Linked DNA regions of Anas platyrhynchos: region 2 is linked to region 1. Evidence: chromatin contacts called from public Hi-C data. All regions are on one chromosome and are shown on one strand. Each heading gives the region's core, a stretch centred on a gene start, on an enhancer-like site or on the middle of the called end of the contact. The rest is flanking DNA. Distances are from core to core; before and after follow the strand shown. Region 1 overlaps ZBTB20 (zinc finger and BTB domain containing 20). Region 2 overlaps ZBTB20 (zinc finger and BTB domain containing 20).

Region 1 (7,036 bases), core at 3,021-5,520:
CTTCACAAAAATTGTTAAAGTAACCACAAGGGCTAAATATTCAGTGAGCAAAAAGACCTAGAAAAATTCAGTATTCGAGCTCTCTCTCAAGGATTTAGGCACATAACCTATTTTAAAGAGGGTATGCATCTGTGCAGGCAGCATCATACAACTAGATTAACACCTTGCAATAATGGGGAGAGTGGGTGTAGTTAGAAATCTGGATGTGCAAATTGTATTTCCTAAGAAATTTTGTGTAGGCAAGTTCCATTCTGCTCAATCAACAGTAGGCAGAGAAATACTATATTTGGCAAAAATTAATAAAATACAGAAGGAGTGACTTGAATCACCCACATTAATTGCTAAATGAAAATCCAGGTTTTGAAATACAAAACAGGAACACCCTTACAGGGAGTAGAATTAAAAAGTGACCCACCTGGGATTGAACGATATGAGAAGGAATGCATTTAAATCCATTTTAGGATACAAGCAGGTCATCTTTCAAAGATAGTTTCGGTCTGGTTACTTCTTACGTGCGTGAAAACTACATTGTGGGCCAAAGACTGAACATTAACATCAGGTTGTGGACACTCTGGTGCATTTAGAAGTACAGCACGCATTTCGTATGATGCAGTGATAGGGCAGAAAAACAGATCTGTCACATTCACAGAATCACAGACTGGTTTGGGTTGGAAGGGACCTTAAAGCCCACCCAGTCCCAACCCCCTGCCATGGGCAACGACACCTCCCACCAGACCAGGTTGCCCAAAGCCCCATCCAGCCTGGCCTTGAGCACCTCCAGGGATGGGGCATCCACAGCTTCTCTGGGCAAAAAATTCGACTCAAACAGTAAAATGTATAATGAACAATAAAATGTGATAATAATTCCTCATATACAAATGTGCATTCTAAAATACCACATTCTCAGCACAAACAGAATCAGAGCTATCAAACATCCCTAATATAATGCACTTATTTTGTGTCTAAGCTATATATCAGCTGCTAAAAAGCAACAAGTGGATAATGTGCTCAATCAATCCAGACATCTTTGGGATTCTTGTGCATATATATCTCATATGCTCAAATTGATTATTGCATGTTAGAAATGATTTAACCTTCCTCCCCAAACCCACCTGTTCACCCGTAACAGAAAGATCTATAAAACCACCTCCTGCACGCAAGACACCATCCAAAAAAAGTGAAACAGAATGATGAAACAAGTGGCACAAGTGAAAAGTAAAACAAGCAAACAAAAAAACTACAATTACATTGCTCTGTTATTCCCTAAACCTGACTTCCCTGTGAAAACATGATACAAAATACACCTGAAGGTTAATATACCTAGCATATAGGTGCCCTCAAAAAACAGGACAACTTCAAAATGCCCATGTAGCTCCTGTCACATCACTGTGGACACAAGCAACACAGTTTTCACTGCTTTTAATGAGAGAGAGAAAGAACCTTGCAACTGAGACCATGTTTTCAGAAAGGGTCAGCTCCTCCGTAAGTCTTTAAAAGCAGTGGACCTGCCCTCCAAAGGGAAAGTCTTTGAAAATATACTCAACTTTGGATGAACGGAGTCACATCCTAATTGCATGCAAGATAAACTAATGGTTTTCCCCTAGGCTTTGACTTAAACTGACATAAACAAAGCAGTCCAGAATTAGATCTGACTATTGTCTAGTATATGTTATGTATAATTTAAAGAGAGAGCAGAGAAGAGATCAGTCTTAGGCAGTACTTTCAGGTCTTTTTTTTTTTTTCTTCAGTATTTATATGAGAATCTGAAAATGAAACTTTAAATCAACTTTAAACAAAATGAAAGTACATTAAAGAAAATGAAAGTGACAAGCAGAATTCTGCTGTTAAGGCTTGCAACCGAAAAAATAAACAGCACGAACAAAAATAAATTTGATTTTTATAAACAACTGTAAGCAACCAGACTACGTTGCAATATTCCACAATAAATAATTCTTTCTGAAAAAAAGGGGATAAGAGCTTCCTAATTTTTGTTGTCTTAAGGCACGTATTTTCACGTTAACACACTCATTTGTCTTTGCAGAGCCGAGCTTCTGAAAGAAGAGCTGACACACTTAATAGGAACAACTGGGTTAAATGGGAATTTACTGGATCAAGTCAGAACATAACAAATTCTTACTTATCCGGTGTAATTAATGTAAAATTATACTCTTCCCAACAGGGACTGCACGGTAAAAGGGATATCTGGTTTGCTTAGGAGGTGCCCCCATTAGCTGTTTTTTTTTTTTTTTTTTTTAACATGCTCAAAGCAATCAGCCAGTAGAGCCAGACACTGTCCTCAGGTAACCTCGCGTAGCTGCCTTGAGTGCAAAACACTGTCACTTCTCAGACTTCGCACACTGTGATCGGCTTCCTTCCTTCACAGCCGTCCCCCGGGGGAGGACAGAAGTGCAGCCGGCCCTCTCCTCGCTCGCGTGGCACCGGCACCGTGCGGCAGCTGCAGGGCTGCCGGCAGCCCCGCAAATCTATGTGCGCTTTTTGGGGAGAAACCCTTCCAAATTCAATTGACAGAAACACAGATACGTGGTCACCGTCACTTTTTAACTTCCTCTTCGGATTATTTTTTTTTCTCCCTGCTAGAAGCTCCTACTTGCTCTCAGTTTCAAAGCTTTTTTATTATTATTTCCACCAGCCAGCCAGACTTTCTGCGGTGATGTCCAGAAAGAAAAATCTTTTAACGTGTCTTGGTGCTTTTCGGGGGACCACAGCAGCTCACAGGACTAATGTCCCCATCCCATCTCCCCACAGAAGGGACCCTCAGCACTATCCATGCCACGTGTCACCACTACAGCACTATCCCTGAGCAGTTTCAGCTGCTACAGCAGAGGAAAGCAGAACTCGGAATAGTAACTTTAGAAGAACATCTTAACTTGGAGAAAGAGAAACATATCCTGCAAATTACACCCATGTTTAGGTACACTAAGTGGGTAACAAATGATTTAAGTGCTCCAGGAGGGTTAAAATTCAGCTGCTGAATGCTATGCCTTTATCCAGTAAATCCCTACCTAAATCCACAGACCAGCTTCTGATTAGCAAACCCCGATGCAAACCTGAGCTCCTTCTACCTGAATCCCTGCCACCAACACCAAATTTACAAAGGTGTGCCTCTGATCCAGACCCAACCCAAGGAGCGATGTCTTTGGGAAGGCTGGACAGTGGCTTGGTAAGCAGCACATGTCCCTTAGGTCAGCCTGCACGGGCTGTTACCAAGTAGAAAAGGGATTTTGGGCCCCGGTGAAGAGGCTGCATCCATTAATTGGCTGGCTACAAGGAGCTTGCATGTGCTCGACTGTTTTTGTTGGGGTTTCCCACCTACCTCTGTTGAAAGTTGCCGGAGAAAAGCTGGCTGGCTATTTGGCAGAAGATTCTCCCTGATGGGATTTTAACCAACAGTCCAGGTGCCCAGTAGACATTACTGATGCACAGTTCCAGCTCTGCTTTTTTATTTTTTATATATAATTTTATTTTTTACTTATTTATTTAAAGTTTTATCCATCTTCACTTACAGCACGCAGTGCACTTATTTTCAGCTCAGGTTTAAAAACTCACCAGGAGAAAAACCGTAATACCTTATCCTATCAGACTAATAACACAGAGCTTACATGCCCTTTAAATCAGAATTGCTTCCCCCCAGCCAACGGTGGATAAAATTGTTCTAGACTGCAGCAGATGGAACTGGAAACCTTTCCTTCCTGTTTATATCTGGGGCACATATGATCAGCCTATGCGGATAAGGCTTCAGCAAAACATTTCCAAAAGAAGTGTATCAGGAACGCGAGCATTTGCAGATAATAAATCACAGAAAAATGCACCATTAGAGCTCTGGAAACAGCCCTTTTTCACCCTGCAAAGGGGATCAAAAGCTCCAAAGTACTAAGCCAGGCTGAGCAACTTCAGTCTCTACGTCCCTCAAGCATGAGAGGAGCACACAAATCTTTTGTATGTCAACAGCCAGGGCAACAGCGGAGGGAGAAGGGTTTCCTGAAGCAGCTGCTGACAAGGTGCGCTCAGGAAGGAGCACAGAGGCCCTATGTGATCGCCTTAGAGTAAGGAAGGTTTCCTGGTAGATCTCCAGGACTAGGCACTGCGAGAAAAGACTCCCCACTCAGGCCACGGACTGGGAACCTGACCAACACATGCATTTTCTAGTGCTCGTTATCAGTTTCGGAGAGCAGGTTTATCTTCAAAGGACCTAATGCAGCAGGGAAAGAGCATCCCCTGCCCTTTGCAGCCGGGGAACACAGGCACAGATATATTGAGTTTTCCAAGGTTACAGAGCCGGAGACGAGGAAAAGAACCCAGATTTCTCTTGGTCTGCTGATCAGAGCCTTAAAAACACCAAACAATCCTCCCTCCAGCTTCAAGGCCACAGTTTGATGCTTAGTACTTTCGGAGGGCATAATCTGGGCACAAGTGAGGACGTGCAAGACAGGGGAAAAAAAAAAAAAACTTGTTTGATCTTCACGGGAAACCCTAGCCCTGAAGTAACCTTGAGGTAACGAATAATGAAAAACATGATTTCTACTTGCAAGTTTAACACATGAGGTTTGGCGGTCATCAAAGTGGTTTTGACTCTAAAGTGAGAACTGGTGTTTTTACACTATACTTTCAGCACAGTGGTTTTAAAATCTCTCTGTAAAGATGGATACAAGCAGTTTGTTTATTAGGTTAGGAATTAAAGAGTGAAAAAAATAATAATTTTAAACTCTCCTTGGCTTAATTACTCTTAACATTTATTCACTTAATCAGAAGAAAGAAAAAATCAGCTTGACTTTTTTGACAGCAAAGACAAACCAACCGGAAAATTCACCTCCTACAAGAAATGTTGAAAGGCAAAACTCTGGATAGCAACATGTTAATAAAATGCTTTCAAATACAGACACAACTCGATTGTAATGAAATCTTATATTCTCTTTGACCTGCCACCTCTGCATTCAGCTTCTCCCCTCCAGAAGACAGGGAAGAGTCTTAGATTCAAGTATCGTTTTTCACCTCCTTACCCAGAGGAAGGGGCACTGCACAGGATACAGATATGCAAAATCAGGTGCCTGTGAATTTACTTTGCAAACTACCTGCTTACACAAAAATAAAAAAATTAAAAAAAAAAAAGGAAGAAGCTACAGTAAGGTCAGAAAATATGACTATTTCTTCAACATTATTTTGTTTCCTTCCTTAATTAATGTTGCTAAGACAGATGAATACTCTTAAATTCATTTCAAAAATAGGGAATACTGGGGGCCACTGATAGTTGTTTTTTTCCAAGTTTGCAACAAGTCAGCAGCAACGCTGGGAATGGACCACTGCTGCCAGGCTCTCATTTTGTGTCTCTGCCTCTGCTCCGGGGCCCCAGATCTTCCCCAGCTCCTGGGAAATAGTGACTTTTATATCTAGAGATCAAAGGGGCAGCATTTATTCTCTGAGGACATGAAGTCCTAATACCAGCTAAGACTAAATGCTCTTAAATTGTTCACTGTAGGGAACTTGGAAAAGAGACTTTGTTTTGCACCATTTATAGTGTTCTGCAATCAAAAAATTTCAGAGACTGCAGGAAGATACATACTTACATTTAGGTTTGAGATGACTGTTCCAGGCCTCACCCTAACATAATATTTCATAGGCAAATAATAAAATGGATAGAGATGGTCTTTCATAACAAGCTTCCAATTTTATTTGGTTCTATTTAATCACGTATTTTGCTGAGGCCAACTGCATTCTCTCTGGTTGCTTAGACAGTGGGTTTCATGCATTCTTGCATATATTTGAACTTTTGATCATTTTCCAAAAATTCACTGCTAGTATCCTAGGCAGCCATCACTGGGTAGTGATATGGGTCATTCTAGTTCAGAATAAAAAGGAGATGAGTGTGACTGATCCTTTTTCTCAAGGCCAAATCTCATAACAAATCATCTGGAAAACTGCCAATGACTTCAATGAGACCAGAAATTGTCCCTACTGTTATCTAAAAAAACTTCATCTTCCTTATGAGAAAAGCAGGGTGCAAATACTCTAGCCAGACTAGCTTCATTCTCCTATAGACTAGGAGCAGGAGAATCAGATGAAAGAGCAAAGAAAGGGATAGAAGTCTTTACTGCTGGCTGTACATTGTTGCTCATTGAATTCCAAAGTAGATGTAGGGAAAGCAGCATCGCCTCAGTTCATTGCAAACAGGATTGCATCAGTTCTTTCCAAGCAAAAGTGGAAATCCTACCTTTTTTCTTTTTCTTTTTTTTTTTTTTTTAAGAGCTATTTAGAACACTTTTAATTTATTAAATTATATAATACAGGCCTGTTCCTGTCTTAATCCTTTGGACTTAGCTCCCAGCAGAGGGTGAATGGAAGAAAATGAAGCTGGAATATAAACTACTTATGAAGTGCCTTTTGCCAAAAAAATAAAAGGACAAAGGAATAAAAAACATGTTTTTGTTGTTTGTTTTTAATTTCATGCTTTGGAAAAAATATCAGCACACCTATATGTGTGTGCATGCACATACGTCAGAGTTACTGGAATAACAAGAAAGAAAGTGAGCTGATCTTTAAAAAAAAGCCAGGAATCTGGGACTTGAATTCTCTGACTTCAATAGTGTTGCAAGGACTTGGAATGTGACAGATACTGGCATACTGTGTCCTGCTGTGAATGAGTGCTTGACTCTGAAGCTTTATAGCATCTCTGTTCCTAAACAGCAAAACGCACTACTCACGAGGCACATCTGAAGACTTAGGATTTGATGTGCTATTCTTGACCTCTCCCTTTCCAGTGTGCAGTGCTTACCCTGTCAACTGCCTGGCCTGTTATTGACCTTTAATTTCACAATAGGCTCATGTTGACAAATCACTTCGAAATGAGATCAACATAGATACGTAACTCATGTACGATACAAACAGAGAGGAGTTTTCAAAAGCTGGTGAGCACAGGAAAACAAGCAGCAGTCATTATGTATAAGGGGAGTTACACGTTCAGCTGTTTGCATGCTGGGCTGACATCTTCAAGTATGGTATTATATTGCTAAAGCACCTTTTT
Region 2 (7,036 bases), core at 2,798-5,297, 110 kb before region 1:
CTCCTAATCAAAAGGGCAGGAGGAAGCAGCCAGGATTCATTCTTCTACCTTTCTCCTTCTCTCTCCCTCTCTTTTTTCAAATGGCATAAATGTCAACTTTCTAAAAGGATGTTTGGCATAGCTGAGTTCAGTCATGTAATGTACAAAGTCGGCATGATCAAAAGGTTGCAGGGCTGCCCACTGCTAAAGAAGAAGAAAAAAAAGGAAACTGGGATCTCTTCTGAAGTGTGAAAGAATGCGTGAGCCAACTGTTGCCACTGGAAACACCATGTCTATTAGCAGTGGCAGTGGGTCTGAAACAAGAAAGCGTAGGTCCGAATTCCAATTTTTCCTAAATTCAGAGCTGTTTTAATCTGATTTTCCTCCCTTAGAGAAACAGGGATATACAGAGCTATGGAACTGAATGCTTTTATTCTGTGCGTTGTTATACAAAAAGACTACACCTATGTAAAAATACAGCAGTTGTTTTTATAGACAAAGTTGCTGAAACTAATCAGACAGAACACGGATCCACACATCAAAAATACACAGTCTTTCTGGTGGTTTTATACTGCTATCTCTCACCACAGTGTGTTCGTTCTCATTCTATCCACCATTGAAAAAAGCAGAGATTATTCCTCCTCTCCACATAACCAAAATCATTTTGATTTCATGTGGAAACTGGTTTGCAATTGTAGGGTGCTTCAGGATTGCTAAACACATGCTCACATACTCCTCTACGTTTCTGATGCAATGCTTCTGGTTTTATTCAGCCATCCTATTTGCTCCACTTTGCTGCGCCCCTGTGAAAATTTTTACATCTTCTTACCTAATGTCAACATTAGAGAACACTCCAGCTATGCCATGGACTCCTATGAAATGCCTGAACTCAGTGGCCCAAAAATCGGTGGTCCAAATACTCAGCATTAATAATCTCTACATGAGCCATGACTGAGTTTTCTAGCCAGAAGATAACCCAAAAATGTAGACAGAAAAGCTCATCATCAATATCCATTTAATAGAAAAATCTTAATTATAGATAGCTTTCAGTCCCAGAACAGTAGACAGGAACTTGAGATTAATTCCCCCTATGACAAAGTATGTGAACAATAACCAGAATTTGTAATCAATACCCAGAGGAGAGAACATCCAAATTGTAACAGGGATTTGGGATTCATTCCCAGAGGACGTAATATATGATTTGGAGCAGGTAGACTGGGATTAATTTTTGATTATGAAATATTTGAACAGCAATTTTCAACTTTTAATGAAGAGAGGACGTGGACACCACAATTAATATAATTTCTAAGTCTCTCCATCATATTTCAAGACACAAATGACAGATCACAAACAGCTGTTCGGGTTGTATACAAGTTAATGTGGGAGTGCCACCTAAAGGAAAGTGCACTAGGATGGGACTCTGGAGAGAGGCATGCAAAGGTAAGAGTTGCAGTTCATTTCTAATAAAACTTGCTTATTGAAAATTCTGCATTAGAATGAATTACTCTGTGTTTGCTGACTGTACATGGATAATCTTAAGTCAGAAAACATCGGCACAAAATCATAGCTCTTCTTCTGCACTAGGAAAAATTTAAAGGTGTTCAAAGGAGAAGGAATTCTTGCTCTGAAGGAAAATTTCAAAGCAGAAGTATGCAAGTCAAAATATACAGAATCTCAGCATGTCCTGGAGGAGAATACAATCAAAGTTTGTAAAGTTACTTAGAATATAATAAAATAGCTAATTATTTACCTAGAATAAAGATCACAAGTGAGCTGTGAATCTTATCCTTTTCTGTTAGCTTTTCCAAAATAGTTTTCTTTATGTTTTCCTCACAGACCAATGAGTAATTTTAATGATAATGAGCTACATCTGTAGCTATGTAAGATAAAGCAAATTTAATCTGCCTGCATATTTTGCCATTTATGAGTTCATGTAACAAATTGATGCTTCAGGATGGCAAGCTGATCATTGCAGGAGGCAGAAAGAAGCTGGCCTCCATGTCCAGTATTGCTCAGTTGGGTAGATTCAGTATCCAGAGGAAAAAGGCCTTCCCCAGAAGCAACCTTCAGATGCAGGACTAATAATAAGATGAAACAAAAGCCTTTTTTATGCTCAGCAAATACTCCTAATTTATCTTTCCTATCTTTTAAAAGATTTTAAAAGCTGCTGGGATTTCTGGAATTGGTGATTAACTCTTTCTTTTTACTCGTTACATAATTTTTTTTGAACTTTCACTAGAAACAGCCAAGCCAGGCGGTATTCCTTGTGGGGCTACCCCTCTCCCCTAAACCCTCAGATTCACATCTGCCTATGGATCATTTCCTAACCCTCCAAAATTATATACAAGTATTCTGTCTCTGCCAGACCCTATTAATCATAAACTTCTTCTCATTTCATTTCAGTATTAAACTCATCTTGTTCAAATCTCTAATTTTCCACAGTGACAGAGGAGTTCTCTATACATCATTCAGCTCTATTTCCTAGATACGTTCAGAATTACAAAATTCATTCAAGCCCATCTGATCTCTTCTCACTAAACCTTCTGCCTTCCACTGACTGACAGAGAAGAATTAGCCTTCCTCCTGTCAAGTATACATCTTTCCTCACAAAAGTATGTGAAAACACATCCAAATACAGCCAGTGACTCAGCGTGCCCTTGTACTTGTGTCTTTGCTCTACAGAGCACTCAATTTTATGGAGCAGCAAGTCCCACTGATACAATATCAAACAGACTACTAATATTTCTAGAGTAAAAACAGCTGTAGCATTCCCTACACCACGGGGTATCGCATGTTGAAAGCACCAATGTGGATGAAGTGGCACTGTTTGCACCGCTCATTCTTGGGGAAGCAGGAAGTCTCACAATGAAGTCATGCTCCGGAGTGACACCGCTGAGCCTAATACATCACAGGTCGTTTTAAGTCATTAAAAAGTAAAAATTGCCAACCACAGTTATCCTCAGTGATCCTATCTAATATTAAACCCAGATGCAGATTTCAGGGTTGGGAAGAACGAGTATGTCAGATAGTCTCCCTTCTTTCCTTGCTGTAACAGTGCCATCCGTTTCGTTTTTAACCCAGTGCCACAGCTTCTCTACAGTTTTACAAAGAAACAGCAGCACTGTGCCAGCAAAACAAACGATGGTACTGCTGTAGTGGACAGAGATGGGACCAAAAGAGCACTCAAGCCACTCTTTGAGCTTTTTGGTGAGCCAGGGATTCAGCAGAAACAATGACACCACCCGCAGAAGCTATGTGGCACAAGAAGTTTGGTGCCAGGCAGAGTCCTTTTTCTCACACAGGGTCTAAGAGACTCAGGCTCCAAAGAAGCAAGCTTCTTCACCATGACACGAGACCTGCAGGGCCCTCCACTGCCACGTTCACACCCAGGCTACACCACCTCTTCTGGCAAGTTAACCAAAGCATCTAGTCCAGGAGACTTGGAGTCAGTGAGACTTCATCAGGGCTTGGTGTTACGTTAGTCACCTCACCAACCTCTGCCTCAGTATCGCCAAGCATGAATTAGTTTTTGGCACCTACCAGTTCATAGGGTTGATATCTTTCTAAGCATTAGACAGACAGATTGATATTTCATTTTAGAGAACACTCTCTATTCTATTATACTTTTGCTGATTGGAAAGCAAACAGACTCTGTAGCAGTATTGCTTGACTAAAAACCTGTAGAAGAAATTAAGTTGCAGTCTTTTGCAACCAGAATCTGGAAGGGTGTCCCATTGTAATATTTTCAAAGAGAAGTTGTGCTTGCAGTATGTATGTGCATATGGTGTTTATGAATTGTTTTTTAACTTTAGATATTTTATTCATTTTTCCACATGCTACAAGTAGAACACACATCTTTGTTGGACAGACACCAATACAGTAACACAGCTTTAGATTTCAGACACTCAGGATTTAGTGGGACAAAAGGCTACCCTATCTTCATGCCAGGACATCACGTCCTGAAATTAGGACACATGCCATCAGGCAGTCAATATCTCACTAAAGATATGCTGCCCTCAATACATTCAGTTATACTAAACGAAGGAAACTGTAACCACTTCCAGTTATTCCATACAGAGATAAGGACCATGAGAACTCTAAGTCTTGGCATCCAGCATCCTATTTTGATTACACTGTATTGTGGGATCTGCTGTTATCCACAGTTTGTGGACTTCATTTTTTTTTTTTTCCCACTTGCAGTATGTACACAGCCAGCATAAAAACATCAGTCATAACAAGGTTCAGAAGTCAATAAAGTAGAGAGAGGAAGGTGGGTAAGGAACGGCACAGAAAAACCTGGCTTGTTCTTTCTGAAAGCGAGTCAGAAAAAGCACAGACCCTACTGGTATCTGCATCCTTGGTCCCTGTAGTCAGCAACACAGAGTTCAAAATTCACTTCTCCCATTTACACTGTGTGCATGCACAGAAGTTTCTCTGAAGAATACTTAATGCATGTTCTCTAGGATAACGGGCTAGTCAACCTGAGAAGTGCAGTTTATTGCTCAAACTCAGATGAAATGCAAGCGTGAACAGCTTCCCTTCATACCAGAAAAGTCTGTCCTACTACTGCCATGTCTAATAACTACACAAACCTTGTTTATTTACTTTCAACACTGCTGTGTCTTTGTAAGCCATACCACTGCCATAGGATTCACAGGATGGTGGCATTTAAGAGGGAGAGGCAGTGGTTTAATCAATTTTCCAGAAAAAAATAACTCCGAAACCAAAATAAAGCATTCTTGATGAAGAATGGAAACACTAATGTTATAACCGAGTAGTTTTTTTGTAATTTAACATGCTGAACAATTATTCTGGTAAGTGCAATGTAAGACTGGACAGACTGGTTCAGAGAAAATAAATAAATACTCGTTCTGTTCCCAGTAGCAATTTAACACCTCTCTTGCACACCAAGGTCTCAGACACACTGAGTACAAAAAAATACTTCTTTCCCACCATCTGAAAAAAAAAAAAAAAGGAAAAAAAAAAAAGAGAGAGAAGAAAAGGGAACCAAAGATTAAAATTTACATGGACTTCATACGCTTCAGTTTTTAGATATACAAATTAAAATGCCTAAGTTGGTATATAATGCACATGATCCTAATGATTCTTGTCCAGAGCCCTACTGAAAGTCTCTTCCTGTGGCTGGGATAAAGGTGAGGTCTCTTGACAAGCTATAATGAACGGTTAACCTCACTTTCCTGATAAAATGCAAACGCTTTCTGACTTCACTCTTTTTTTGAAACAAACCTAAGCGGTTGAAATACCTGAACTTCTGTCCACATGGCTGCTGCTCTGTGCATGAAAAAACAAAAAGGAAATTCTCGCTCAGGTGTATTGGGCACTGCTGCTGGCAGGTTTGGATCTGCTCCCCAAATGCACAGATTCAGGGCAGAACCAAGTCATCTCCCCCACCACCGCTGCCTCTTCAGTGGCACACCAGCCCCAGGGCTGTGCGCACGGATTTGAGGGAGGCACGGTATAAATAGGAGATGTGCCGTAGCCCTGCGGATCACAGGTGGCACAGCACATTTATCTTCGCGTGTGCCAGGCTGGATATCTACAACGTACAAGTGGGAAAGGTCAGACGTGTCAGCTACGATGGCAACAAACAGCCTCACCAGCCAGCACAGGTGCATTCACCTCTTGCTGCTCGCGGTGCTTGAGGCACAGCTTGGGAGCACCGGGCATCACGTCCCACCACCGAGTGCCACCGCCCCAGCCTGGGACGCTTGCTCCTTCCCTGGCTGCTCCAAAGGACGCTGTCTGGGCTGCATCCTGCAGCACAGGGGGCAGATAACGCCCGTATTTTGGAACCGCTCTCTTCAGGGGCCGTGGAAGAGATGTATTATTTATAGGCACACGGATGAAAACATTAAGTACGTACATAGGGGCCCGCATGCCCGCCGGGGAGGGGCAATTACTGCCAGGCAGTAATTTCAGTCTGAAGTTCCTATGACTTAAATAGCCACTTGAGCTCTGCTCTCGCAGTTTACGATGTCAATAGACCCCCTAAATGAAATTACAGCCTTCTGATACGCAGCAGGGTAGCTTTTCTTCACCGTGTAATATACGCGGCCGGGAGAAATTGCACTATATATGGAGTTTCACTAAAGCAGAGTTTATCATAAGAATGTTCCCACTAAAATATGATTAGGCTTCTTGTTTGCCGGATAACACATCTAATGAATCAGGGTGTGCATGATAGCCATGTTTTGTGAACTCAGACACATACCCTGAGGTGAACTGGGCACTCCACCGCCTCAAAGCACCAGCTATTTCATTCCCACCGTAATTTGCACCTGCTTTGTTTTGCCAGCAGCACAAACCCATGCTAGCTCTGGAACTTGCGTCTATTCTAGGAGCTTGAAACATGAACAGGGGGAAAAACAAACAACGCAGCACCAGGGGGATCTATGCACTGGATTTAAAGGGTTTTAAAGCATGTCTGAGCATCGCTAAATGGGAAGAAGTTTTCCCTTCCCTCGAAGAAGCCCCATAAGGTCAGAAAATAGTATTTCCACATTACAGATGGGCAAGTAAGATATAGACAGAGGTAAAGGCTACAGAGTGACGGAGCTGAGATTCATGTCTGCCAGAGACCGTTCTGTTTCCCTTTGCTCTTATTACACTGTTCTTCCACACCCCTTTTCCCTGCCCAGGTCAGTAAGAAAAGCCTTCATTTTCCAACTCGTACACCTTGTTTTTCCTTTAACCTTCAGCTATGATGATGAGTTAACTGTTCTAATGCTCCAAGTAACAGCACAGCTTTGGAGCTGATCATCAGTGGTCCATGGCCACCTTCCCTGGGTAACTTGCAAATCATAGAACGGTTTGAGTCGGAAGAGACCTAGAGACCTAGGAAGATCATCTAGCTCCATCCTGCAAAATCCCTTTTACTTTCATAACTTTCCCTCTTATTTGACTTCAAATCAAGCTTCACTTTCTTTTCTGATTTACAGAAAGTGAAAATAGTGTTGTTTCAATTTTGTGGCCCTAGGAAATAAGCCATTGTTTGTCTTCTGGAAAAAAAATCAAAACCATTAGTAATACCTTAAAA

What was found. A called contact is a pair of places that touch in the nucleus more often than the background predicts.
Region 2: a Hi-C map of small yellow follicle shows a contact between it and region 1, with 3 times the contacts expected there. The contact joins two enhancer-like sites. A contact is called at or near these places in 2 of 8 Hi-C or Micro-C datasets (F5 follicle and small yellow follicle).

Annotation. Positions count from the first base shown.
Region 1 is chr1:87,209,190-87,216,225 of IASCAAS_PekinDuck_T2T, reverse strand. The region is part of intron 5 of ZBTB20 (zinc finger and BTB domain containing 20); the gene reads right to left. Among named protein-coding and RNA genes, the nearest start is that of ZBTB20, 210 kb to the right of the region's middle. Within about 2 kb of position 4,270, at least 4 of the 8 cell types and tissues checked have an H3K27ac peak or open chromatin away from gene starts, as enhancers often do. A contact at or near this core is called in F5 follicle and small yellow follicle, where this site is marked.
Region 2 is chr1:87,323,097-87,330,132 of IASCAAS_PekinDuck_T2T, reverse strand. All of the region lies in intron 7 of ZBTB20 (zinc finger and BTB domain containing 20), which reads right to left. Among named protein-coding and RNA genes, the nearest start is that of DRD3, 220 kb to the left of the region's middle. Within about 2 kb of position 4,047, at least 4 of the 8 cell types and tissues checked have an H3K27ac peak or open chromatin away from gene starts, as enhancers often do. A contact at or near this core is called in F5 follicle and small yellow follicle, where this site is marked.